Regions from separate parts of the Sus scrofa genome. Here all the other regions are linked to region 2. A link is a contact called in public Hi-C data. All regions are on one chromosome and are shown on one strand. Each heading gives the region's core, a stretch centred on a gene start, on an enhancer-like site or on the middle of the called end of the contact. The rest is flanking DNA. Distances are from core to core; before and after follow the strand shown. Region 1 overlaps ANTXR1 (anthrax toxin receptor 1). Region 2 holds the start of ANTXR1 (anthrax toxin receptor 1). Region 3 overlaps ANTXR1 (anthrax toxin receptor 1).

Region 1 (3,934 bases), core at 1,306-3,805, 190 kb after region 2:
GTCATATTCCATTGTCAATCTGTAACATAATATTTCTGCCTGTCTTCTCTTTTTGGAAATTTCTTTCCAGATGCTTATTTTTATGAAGGAAGCATAGTCAGTCCGCTTGTTGCCAAATCACTGTGCACATTCATGAGTGTTTCCTTAGGAGAAGCATACAGCTGGCTGCTGGATCGAACAACGTGCAAAATTTTCAAGTTTTGCTACATAGTGCCAGAGCGCCCTCCTTATTCATTACTGTCTGAAACGCTGTGTGAATTAACCCTAGAGTCAGCATCTATGAAAAACCCATCTCCCATTAACATTATTAAGCTTAACTATTTGATAGGTGCTAATTCAATTTGCATTTTTGTTACTGAAGTGAAACATTTGTTCAAATATTTATTTTCTCTTTGGTTAATTGCTTATATATACCCTCGGCTCGTTTTTCTATTGGATGTTTTAGCCCGGATTTTTATACGGCTATTTGCTAAACTCATCTTCATTCATTTGTTAGTCAAATGCTTTGAGGACCTCCTTTATGTCAGACCCTGTGTTATACATTAAGTATATGGTACTTACTTGATGAAACTTGAAGTCTAACATATGTATATGTGTGTATCTCTGTGTGTGTATGTATAGATAAATAGATATAGATATAGGTAGTCTTAAGGTTCTTCCTAGTTTGTCATATACTTTTTAACTTTTTAAAAATATATTAAAGTTATCTATAATTTTATAGTCGAATCTAGAAATCTTTATAATTTCTGCCTTTGGTATCAAAGTTAGAACATACCCCAAGAGAACATAAATTTTCACAAAACTTGCTCTTATTTCTATGCCCTCAGACTTCGTTTTGGTGGCAATGTGAGCTGGCACCTTTTCTGTAACTTCCTGGATATTTTATTGTAAGTTGGGGCAGAGTGCCCAGGAGCTATCAGCCATATGTGCTATTAAAGCAGAAGCCCTGGAGCAGTGCAGTCTTGGAAGGGCAGAACAGGACTTGGGTTTACTCTGGGTCAGCCCAGAAGCCAGAGCTAGAGCAGAGGCAGAAGTTACAGTGAAATCCATTTCATCTTAAAGGATCAAAGGAAGTTTCAGCAACAAAATGGGCAGGATTCCTGGGCTTGTTACATGTTACTAAAGATAGATAAAACCAGTTAAAGGAGTTCTCGTCATGGCTCAGCCATTAACAAATCTGACTAGCATCCGTGAGGACGAAGGTTCAGTCCCTGTCCTTGCTCAGTGAGTTGCTGTGAGCTGTGGTATAGGTTGCAGACGCGGCTTGGATCCTGTGTTGCTGTGGCGTAGGACAGCAGCTGTAGCTCCTATTCCACCCCTAGCCTGGGAACCTCCATGTGCCGCGGGTGCAGCTCTAAAAAGCAAAACCAAAAAAAAAAAAAAAAAAAAAAAAAAAAAAAACCTCATTTAAACCACTGGGCCAGAATTAGAGGAGAGGATTCCTGTAGCAGATCAGCAGTTCTCAATTCTCAATCTTGAGCACAGGATCATCTGGAAGTTTTGTTATAGCACAGGTCTGGGGCAGGGCCTGGGAATTAGCATTTCTAACAAACGCCAATGCTGCTGGTCTGGGTACCAAATTTTGGAACCAATGAGATAAATGGAACTAGATGGACCTTCGAGAACCCTCTAACCCTGACAGCTTGAGATTCGAAGTCAGCATTTCAATGCTTATTTGACCACCAGCATCTACTTCCCTGTGTTTCCCCAGAGAACACCTTATTGACATAACTGGGGAATAACTACTCTAGCTGAAGTCACAATACTAAGTCGCATCCAATTGTAGAGAAATCTGGCCAGGAGCAGACACTTTTGTTCCTAGATTACTAATTTCAAACACAGAAATGTCGGGGAAGTTCAGAGACCTGAGTTCATGGCATCGAGTGATTTTTTTTCAACCTGGTTGCCTATCGTGATCCTCTGGGGGAGCTTTAAAGCCCTGATGCCAGGTCCCACCCCAAAGGTTCTACTTAATTTGTCTGGGATGAAGTCTGGATGATCGGGATTTTAAAAGCTCCCCAGGTCATTCTAATGGGCAACTAAGGTTGAGAGTCAGTGATCTCGTTTGATTTCCTGTTTCTCATGCCAGACGGCCTCTTCTCTGTCCTTCTTGGACCGATTTGAAGGCAACTCCCTCTATTCCTTCAGGACCTCAACTCCTTTGTCTCGTAGGCATGTGGAAAATGGGTGATTCCAATCTTCATGTGCTCTCAACTGTCCCTTTCCTATCTGGAAGGCACCTAACATTGATTCCACCTGTGTTGTTGTTACTGCTTTTGGACAAAGCAGATGGAAGAGAAAAACTATAACTCTGCCTCTTCTGTCTTTTCCGGATGGAATTCAATCAATACCTCAACCCATTGAAACTCTCCGCAGTCATTTTTTCCCCAGCTTTAACCTCTCACCCCCTGCACGCGCCCTGGCAGGAGTCACTAGGGTTGGATGTCTCCTTTGTTTTCAGCTCCTCGTTTCTCCCAGATCTGGCGCTGGGAGGCTGGTACATTCCATTACTATCAGCAAGAACAAAATACAAGGCACATTCTGAGCTTGTTTTGCAAGGCTGGGCCTCCTTGCCATCAGAAGAGACCCAGGAAACCCACACACACACGTAAATGTACATAAACAACGTTAGAAACTCATCCGAAGCACAGCCCCAGGGATTGTGCAATCTTCTGCCCGAGTTCCAGCCCCGGGGCTGCCATCTGCACAGCTGTTTCCAATAAAGGACCTGGGCCGGTCACATGGGTCCCCGTGCCTCCCTGCTGCCGCAGAAGCGAGAATCACCCGGGCAGGTTATCTCTGAGGGGAAGAGAGTGTCCTCAGCCCAGTCCTTCGAAAGCAGATGAGCCTCCTGTAACATAAACAGACTCAGAGAAAGCATCCCCGCTCCGTTTCTCTCTTCCCCGTTTCCCCCTCCTTCACGCTCCCTGCATCACCTTCTCCTCCTTCCTTCTTTACCTTGGCTGCCTCCCCTCAAACATGGTCCCAGTGGACTTCTGTTGTGAGGGAGTTCCCCTCGTGGCTCAGTGGGTTATGAACCCAACTAGTATCCATGAGGATGGAGGTTCAATCCCTGGCCCCGCTCAGGGGGTTAAAGGATCTGGTCTTTGCCGTGAGCTGTAGGTGTAGGTCACAGATGTTGCTGGGATCCCAGGTTGCAGTGGCTGTGGCATAGGCTGGCAGCTGCAGCTCCAATTTGACCCCTAGCCTGGGAACCTCCATGTGCCACAGATGTGGCCCTAAAAGGCAAAAAAAAAAATTTTTTAATCTATTGTGCTCCCAATAAGAATCCATCTAATCCAGTGCTGGGCACTAGGGGTGCCAATTGGAATAGGACTTAATTCTGGCTTCCTGGAGTTCAGTGTATGATTTGAAAGAGAAGAGTGGGTCAAGCATTGTATTAATTGCAGATGGTTATAGAAGCACAGATCCATCCACAATTACAGGGAAGAATTATGCTCTCCATCTTATGGAGCAGAAATTGAGCCTCAGAGGAGGTTATTAACTTTCCCAAGGACACACAGCCAGCTTCAAGGCGTGTTCTATCCCCATACCTTGTGTGCCAGCTCCAGCACAAAGCCTGGAGCTTTGCACCTAAATTTAGGTGTTAGATCTGGGGCTTAATTCAGGACTAACAGACTTGAAGTCCATACTTGGGATTCCTTAAATTTTTCATGCATTTGATAGATACCCGTTGAACACTCTCTATGAGATGAGCACTAAGGTTATGCTGGCTGCTCACCAATTAATAAGATGTGATGCTGCCCTTGAGAAGCAGGGACAAATGGTAAGGCCCCAAACACCACCTGTGTGCAAGGCTTTTCTCAACCCAGGAGAGCATTTCACCAGCCACGGGGGCAAAAGAAGCTCTAGAAGCGGCCTTTAAGCTGAGACCAGAGAGGAGCTGTGGAGAGAGGCTATTCTAGCAAGAGGG
Region 2 (4,124 bases), core at 744-3,243:
GACATGGCATTGGGCTCCCCAGAGAAAGTGATTCAGGAGAGCAATAATTGAAGTATTATTATAGAAGTATAATTGATTTACAATGTTGTACTAGCTTCAAGTGTATAGCAAAGTGACATAGATAGATATTCTTTTTCAGATTCTATTCCATCATGTTTTATTACAATATAGTGAATATAGTTCCCTGTACTCTACAGCAGGACTTTGTTGTTTATCTCTTTAATATGCAGTAGTGTGTATCTGCTAATCCCAAACTCCTCATTTGTCCTTTCCCCCCACTTTCCCCTTTGGTAACCATAATTTTGTTTTCTATGTCTGTGAGTCTGTTTCTTTTCCATGAAAAAGTTCATGAGTATCTTATTTTAGATTCCACATATAAGTGATATCATGATATTTGTTTTTCTCTGTCTGACTTAACTTCATTTAGTATGATAGTTGCTAGGTCCATCCATGTTGCTGCAAATGGCATTATTTCATAATTTTTTGTGGCTTAGTAATATTCCATTGTAATATATACCACATCTCCTTTATCCATTCATCTGTTGATGGACACTTAGGTTGCTTCCATGTCTTGGCTATAGTAAACAGTGCTGCTGTGAATACTTGGGTCATACATCTCAATATCACAAAAAAACAACCCAATCAAAAAATGGGCAGAAGACCTCAATAGACATTTCTCCAAAAAAGGCATATAGCTGGCCAACAAGCACATGAAAGTATGCTCAACATCACTAATTATTAAAGAAACATAAACCAAAACTACAATGAGGTACCACCTCACACTGGCCAGAATGACCATCATTAAGAAGTCCACACCTAATAAATGCTGGAGAGGGTGTGGATAAAAGGGAACCCTCCTACACTGTTGGTGGGTATGTCAATAGGTACAGCCACTATGGAAAACAGTATGGAGGTTCCTTACAAAACTAAATATAGAGTTGCCATATGATCTTGAAATCCCACTCCTGGGCATATATCTGGAGAAAACTTACTCAAAAAGATACATGCACAATGTCTGTTAAGACCTAGTCTCAGAAGCCACACATCATCATTTCTGCAGTATCATTAATTACACACAGATCAGTCTCATTTTGTGTAGGAGGGGAGGTGTGAATACTGGGAGATAGGAACTTGAGACAGGCTAGTGCAATGTATTATGGATCGCCAAAATTTAGAGACTCTCAGGTGGGGTGGTGGGGGGAAGATGAGTGTCTGGAGAAATAATCCTGGAAAACAGAGCATGAGGGTGTACTGAGGATTCCCATAGAGGAAGACACATGGAACTAAAATTGAGTTCCTGCGAGGAACTCACAGCCCACTATAAGGAGGATCCTTCGCTTTAGGAAGGCTAGCACAGGGCTTCCTGGCCAGGCTCAAACTGCTTGGAAGCTTCACCTTCTTGTAAGCTGTTTACGTCCTCTTCCCTAAATCAAAGATTGGGTGAAAAAATTATTAAAGTTCACAGGCTGAAAAGAACTTATCCCAGAATTCCTAAAATCTGGAGTCTGAGGCCATGTAGCATGCTTAATTCTTCCATGTTGGCAAAAGCCTTCTGTTTTCAGCCACATGACCACACCCCAGCAGTCTCTTTTATGATCTGCGATAAGTGTACAGTAAGGTCACTTGGATGATTCAGATAACAAAGGCCCCTTCTTCTCCACTCCTTTGCCCAACATCTTGTTTGCAAAGGTCCCAGCCTGGGGTCAGAGCCCTAGTGCTTGGAGTAGGTTCTCATCAAATGTTTACAGTGACCTTATCAGCGGACATAGGACAAATAAGGAAAGGGCAAGAACAAAAAGGCTAGTGAGTGAGAAAGAACTAGGCATGAGGAAGAGGTCATGGAGAGTGAAAGGGAAGATGCCTGAGAAAGAGGAAGAATATGAAAACGTGCACAGCCACGCTCCCTTGAACACCAAAGAGTGCTTTCACCGCCCTTGACCACAAGGTGGCACCCTTTGAACTTCCTTCCGCCATCAAAATAAGAAAGGGGGTAGAGAGGAGGGAGAAAAGCACTCCCCCAAGCAAGAACAATTTGAAAACCCACCCCATAATATTTAAAATCTGGGACAAAGAACCATCCGGACGCAACTGCTTCAACTGCAAAACCTCAGCGCTGCCTCCGGAGCGGCCCGTCGGCCAGAGTCAGGAGCAGCCCCTTTAAAAAAGCGGAGTACAGTATTGGGATTCTTGAAACCTGAAACCTAGAAACAGAATCGAAGCGGAAACCAGAAGGAAAACCTTGAACTCCTCCAGACAATTGCTTCCGGGGAGTTTCGGGAGAGCGAGGGGGAATAAAGGGCCCGAGAGGAGGGCCCCTCGGATGGCGCGCCCCTGAGGGTCCTGGCGACTTAGAGGAGCGTGGGAAGGAGAGGACCCTACCCTCTCCCTGGGCTGCAGGACATGGCCACCGTGGAGCAGAAAGCTCTGGGCATTGGCTTCAAGTGTCTCTCTTTGGCCACTTTTGTGCTCATCTGCGCCGGGCAAGGGGGACGCAGGGAAGAAGGGGGTCCAGCCTGCTACGGGGGATTTGACCTGTACTTCATTTTGGACAAGTAAGTGCCACGAGTTGTTCCAATCTAGGCTAAGCCGATGATGCTTTCTCCCCGGGCTGGGCTCCTCGGCAGGGTCGCTTTAGGACAGGCGCGCATCTCCAGGGACCGAGAGCGGCCGCGGGAGGTGGCGGTGGCCTCAGCGCTGCGCCTTTGTCGCCGCTGGAGCGCGCTTCCCCATCCTCCCCCGCTGCCTGAGCCCGCAGGGCAGGCTTGTATGCGGGACAACTTCTGTGCTTTGCTTTTTGCGACCGAGGCGCCTGAGTTTGAGGATAGGAGTGAGAGTATGCTGTAGACCTATTGCGTTTCTCTGAACGCTTTCCGTTTGCTTTAGAAACCTTGGTGAGAAAAGCTTGCTTACGGGAGGTAGAACTTTAAGGTACTTCTAAAGTAAGAGGCTTTTCAAAACCAATCATCTCCTTTTGAAAAACTTTGCCTTACATATTGCTTTGCTTTTGTTCCTAATAATATAATGCAGGCTGACTGCTCGGTTAGTGAAAATATAAAGGGAATTTCTCCCTTCAGCAGCATTCCTCCCTTCAGAGGCTGGGAAATTCTTTGTTGTGGGCACGTCCTGTGTTGCAGGGTTTTCGGCAGCATCCCTGGCCTCTCTCCGCTAGGTGCTGGTAATACCCCCCGCCAGAACCCCCCACCCCGCTGCCCCCACCGATCTCTCCGTGGTGACAACCAAAAGTGTCTCCAGACGTTGCCGAAAGTCCCCTGCAGCTATATTCCTCCGCCCTCTGGGCTTGAGAAACCCTGATGTTGGCAAATTCAAGTTCTGGCGATTTGACTGGTGGGCTACCAGGGAGGAGCAGGAGCCCTGGTTTCTTTCTGAAAATGGATTCGGCTTCAGGGCTGTGTTCAAGGGAGATCTGAACTCTGACCAATGAAACACTTTCCCAAGCCCCCTTAGATTTGCCAAGCCAGTCATTCACAGAGGTTGCATACTATACACTCAAACCCAGTGTTAACAATAAAAAGCCCCTCAGAGAAGTTCGGAGCTCAGGAAAACTGTGTGTGAGCTCCCCAGTGCCAGGACAGGCGCTTGCTGCTACAGTGGTGGGGAGATGAATTTCACAGACTGGAAAGTATTTGGGAGTTGGAAAAAGAGTCCTGCAAAATAAGCTGGCCAGCTAGACACCAAATGTGCTTTGCAGTTGCCCCTGGAGTTTGATTTTTTTCCATAAAGGCTGTTTTGAACTCCAGATTCTTTGGATGAAAAGTGAGATCTCTTTCTTGCAGATTTATGAGAAGGTGGATACTGAAAATATCCTCCAATGCTAAGAAATGGAATTTCTCTTCTTTCTGCTAGTGGCTACGGCTCACAGAGTCAGAGACTGTGTCTGAAAATAGTCAGAGATGTCCATTATGGTGCTTTAAAAAAAAAAAAAGAAAGAAAGAAAAGCCAGTTCAGAAGGACATAGAGGAAGACTTAAATAAATGGACAGAAACACCATGTTCCTGAATGGAATAATTCCAGACTATAGAGATAGCAACTCTTCCCAAATTAATTTATAAGTTAAGCTTTAAAGTCAGAGTTCTGAAAGAGTTTATCTTGGAGGTGAGAGGGGT
Region 3 (4,087 bases), core at 899-3,398, 170 kb after region 2:
ACTGACATTGAAGGTTACCTCTAAGACTTCAGATGAGACAACACAGCCAGATCTATTTGAGATCTGCCCTTCAGAGCCTCTTAGGCCTGGGAGTTTCTGTGACCTTAGTCCTTTATTTCATGTCATCACTCTCACAAAACTTACTCCCCTATAAATGTAAACAAGCTTGTTGACAGCTGTCTTCTCTGTATTTTTCTCAAAATGTAACACTGTGCAGTGGGGGCTCAACTACAGTTGCTTGAGTGAGTGAAGAAAGGAACAGGCAAATACAGGGCCCTTGTTTGGGGCTACAGGGCTCATCATAAGGGTTAAATTATGTCACAGTTTAGTGAAGTTTTCAATGAATTCAAAGTCTGATTTAAAACTATTTTCTTGGACTCGATTCTGTTTCAGTTGCCGTCTCCTTTCCATAGATAGCTCCCACTGGTACCCACAGTGAATTGGAGGTTGAGAGCCTATTTGTGTCAAACTGTCCATCTAGCTCTTCTGCCAAATGGATATCAGAGAAGCAAGAATGTTAAAGAACTTGTAGGGAGTTCCCTTTGTGGCTCAGCAGTTAATGAACCCGTCTAGGATCCGTGAGGATGTGGGTTTGATCCCTGGCTTCGCTCAGTGGGTTAAGGATCCAGCCTTGCTGTGAACTGTGGTATAGGCTGCAGATGCGGCTCGGATCCCTGGTTGCTGTGGCTGTGGCATAGGCTGGTGGCTACAGCTCTGATTAGACCCCTAGCCTGGGAACCTCCATATGCTGCAGGTGCGCCCCTAAAAAGAAAAAAAAAAAAAAAAACTTGTGGACTGAGTCTCAGAGGGCCACCATACACACAACTCCAGGGGGCACTATTCACATCGCAGTCTGTAGGGAGGGGTGATCTCACCCACTCTGCTCACTGATTTGCTTACTAGCTAGTAATTAAATATTTGTTGAGTGAATGAAGATCAATACAAGGAACCGTGGCAAACACATGAAGGGAGCATAGAATTCCTGGGGAATGATGGGGCTCTTTACAGAATAAGTTACATTCAAGCAATTTCTTAAAAGATGGGCAGAAAGGAGAGACTCGTGTTCCAAGCATATGGAGCTGTGAATGTTGAAGCTTGGAGCTACACAAAAGCCTGGCATGACTGGAAAGATGGGAGAGTTTCAGTGTGTGAGGACAGCATAATCCAGTTATAGGCTAACCAAATGTGTGTATCAGACTTCATCTTTTGCAACTATTTTTTCATTAAGCAGAGCTCTGACTGACAGCATGCCCAGGTCTGCCTGAGGACAAGCAGTCAGAATGGGCCTCTACGAATATATATGAGTAATGGGCTGCCACTTGTGTTACCCAAACATCAGCCGACTGGATGTCTGGGGCCACCACATCCTTTAAGATTTAAACATGACTTCCCCTAATAGGAAACCAGCATCCCTCCCTAATCTCTGCGGTTTCTCCAGGCACCACTGACTCTTCTTGCTTCTTCTGTGTTATCTCCTTTCCTTCATTTGCTAGACACCATCTAACCCAATTCCTCCACTCCCCAAAGCCACCGATGGCACAAGGCCATCTGCGTAGGAAGTTTTACTGAAGATTTAAAAGTACGAGTGAGTTACAACACAGTGCAGCCAATTAATAACTTCCGACAGAATATTAAACAGCCCCTTCTTTACCCTCTTGTCTTTCCACTCCTGGAATGTTCTCGTGATGTCCTCAGGCCCTGGCAGTTTCCTGGAGTTCAGGTCTACGCTTTTGCTCATCTTCTACTGGACTGCCCACAAACCCCTGAGTCCTGTTGACTCAGAGCAATTCAGCTTATCCAGTTCCTCCTCCATTTATCATAGAGGATTTCTGTCCTGGTGGGTTTTCCCCTCCCTGCTATGTCCTGAAAGGACAGTACGACCAGGGGGACTCCCCCTAAAGCCCTTCTGTTTAATTAGATCTAGAGATTCACCTCAGATGCCACCAGTTCTGTTCATGGAATTGCTGGGGATGACTTTAGTCCCTCAGTTTTTGGCCAAATGAAAGAAAAAAAAAAAAAAAAACATCAAAGATTCCCTTGAATTCTGAAGATTGCAAAACCCTCCCTTCTCAGAATGCGTAAACAGAGCCATGGTAACTGCAGGGAAATTCTGACTCTCCCTTTGGTCAAACCCTGGGCCTTTGTGTTGTCCTTTGCTGTTGTTGTTTGAGTTTGGCAGGCGAGCTCGGGTCAGGGGATCAGAGGCAGGCTTGGTGGATCAGGAGCGCGTGGAACTGCTGCGGTCTCGGCATTTCCTGTGTGGGCTACTGGCCTCTGCACATGCGCAGAGGGCCAGCCCAGCCTGGGTACCCAGGCAGCATGATGAACTAGAGAAAGGCGAGAGGGCAGATCCGTGTGCGAATACGGGAGGAAATCCTGCACAAGGCATCAGCAAGCCAGATCAGAGCCTCACTCTGCTGAACTCTTCATTTCTCTGGATCCGACTGTCCTCTTCTGTGCAACGCAGAGGCTCAGTTGAATGCTTTCTAACGTTTGTGCTCCTGTCATTCAAGAAATTAGGAAGCTCATATGACCACTCCAGTCTGCTATTGCATAGAGTAGCTTTATTCTTGGAATTTCTTACATTCTCGGTGCTGCTCTGTTCAGTTTAGGGTGACTTAATTTCAGAGAAGTCCTTTGAAAACGGCCCTAGACCAGGGATACCCAGGCTTTTTGAAGCCATATTTCATATATGACACACAAACACACTCTGCTGGTAAAGTTTAACCATGTGTGGAAAATATCTAAGTCCCTGGTTGACAGCAGAAGCTTTCTGAAATTATAAGATAAAATACTGTGAACTATAGTGTTTTCTTTCTTGGGTTTTTATTTTTTTTGCTTAATTTTCATTTATTATTTTGCTATATTTTGTAGTCAGACATCTTCAAAATTGCAGCTACAAAGGGTGAGATGTTGAAAACTAGCATTTACTTGAAAGTATCAAAGGATTAGAAAAGCAAAATGCAAAGGGACAAAATCGAGAACTTTGTCAACACTGAGAAGCAATCAAACAAGAGTTTGGCTGCTTGGGCTCAAGTCCAGCTTCTCCACATCCAGCCTGGGTCACTAAGTCATTTAACCTCTCTATTCCCCATCTCTAAAATGGGTGTAAATGCACCACCTACCACACTGGCTACTTGTGAGATGACTGGGCTAATATAGGCCAAGCACTCAGAAGAGGGAGCAGCACATGCGTGGTAAAGGATATATAAACTGAGCTGTGGTTATCACAAATTCAATTATTGAGCACCTATGTGTTCCAGGCTCTGCATAAGACTTAGAATGCAAGAGTCAACAGAATCCACTGTGCCCTCAGGGCTCACTGTCCCACATCTAAGAAGGACAGATAAGTTTAAAAGAAACACAGAGAAATTGACCTGTTCTAGTCAGCTGCCAGAATATTGGAAGTCCTCTGGTCAGCTATGATCATTGTCCTTCAGATATATTCATTTTTTTTAATGTTTAAAAAGAAGCCTGCCAAGTTCCCGTCATGGTGCAGTGGAAACAAATCAGACTAGGATTTGTTCAATCCCTGGCCTCTCTCAGGGGGTTAAGCATCTGGCATTGCTGTGAGCTGTGGTGTAGGTCACAGACGCGGCTCGGATCCCGAGTTGCTGTGGCTGTGGTGTGGGCAGGCAGCTGTAGCTCCGATTGGACCCCTAGCCTAGGCACCTCCATATGCCACATAAATAAAAAGAAAGAAAGAAAGAAGACTGCCCATTGCAAGCGCAGCAGTTCAGCCTGGGAGTCTTAACATGCTGTATGTTATGGTTTTGTTTTGTCACCTCTGGCTCTGATCTCTCTTCTGCTGACCCTTGCTTTGGACCTTGCCCCTTTGTGAGACGCCCCTTTCCACACAGTAGTGGCCCCACATGGGACTCCGCTCTGCCTCCCCAAATGCCTCCAATGTAAGGCTGTGGGAAGCAGGCTTGGTCTGAGCTCATTCTGCGCTGCAGCCCCCTTTTCCAGCTTCCGTTCCCTATCCAAAAGGGAAACTAGGTCACCACCCAACAGACCATCCATGACCATAGATGGTGAGTTTTTCTCCCCACATCAGGAGCAATCACAGTACCAAAATGAGGAACAG

Evidence for each region. Hi-C and Micro-C count contacts between places; a contact is called where the count stands out from the background.
Region 1: a contact with region 2 is called in a Hi-C map of omental adipose tissue, with 1.7 times the contacts expected there. The contact joins the enhancer-like site here to the promoter of ANTXR1 in region 2. A contact is called at or near these places in 8 of 47 Hi-C or Micro-C datasets (alveolar macrophages, embryonic fibroblasts, fetal heart ventricle and 5 more) and 2 of 2 datasets of contacts at active chromatin or transcription factors (alveolar macrophages and skeletal muscle).
Region 3: a Hi-C map of retroperitoneal adipose tissue shows a contact between it and region 2, with 2.0 times the contacts expected there. The contact joins the enhancer-like site here to the promoter of ANTXR1 in region 2. A contact is called at or near these places in 2 of 5 promoter capture datasets (liver and skeletal muscle), 18 of 47 Hi-C or Micro-C datasets (alveolar macrophages, brain, embryonic fibroblasts and 11 more) and 2 of 2 datasets of contacts at active chromatin or transcription factors (alveolar macrophages and skeletal muscle).

Annotation. Positions count from the first base shown.
Region 1 is chr3:73,204,797-73,208,730 of Sscrofa11.1, reverse strand. The region is part of intron 17 of ANTXR1 (anthrax toxin receptor 1); the gene reads left to right. Among named protein-coding and RNA genes, the nearest start is that of GFPT1, 180 kb to the right of the region's middle. Within about 2 kb of position 2,555, at least 15 of the 83 cell types and tissues checked have an H3K27ac peak or open chromatin away from gene starts, as enhancers often do. A contact at or near this core is called in omental adipose tissue and retroperitoneal adipose tissue, where this site is marked.
Region 2 is chr3:73,396,248-73,400,371 of Sscrofa11.1, reverse strand. It overlaps ANTXR1 (anthrax toxin receptor 1), which reads left to right and starts at 1,993. Exons shown (of 18, transcript XM_003125066.6): 1 at 1,993-2,552. The coding sequence starts at 2,401.
Region 3 is chr3:73,226,797-73,230,883 of Sscrofa11.1, reverse strand. All of the region lies in intron 14 of ANTXR1 (anthrax toxin receptor 1), which reads left to right. Among named protein-coding and RNA genes, the nearest start is that of ANTXR1, 170 kb to the left of the region's middle. Within about 2 kb of position 2,148, at least 30 of the 83 cell types and tissues checked have an H3K27ac peak or open chromatin away from gene starts, as enhancers often do. A contact at or near this core is called in alveolar macrophages, embryonic fibroblasts, fetal liver and 4 more, where this site is marked.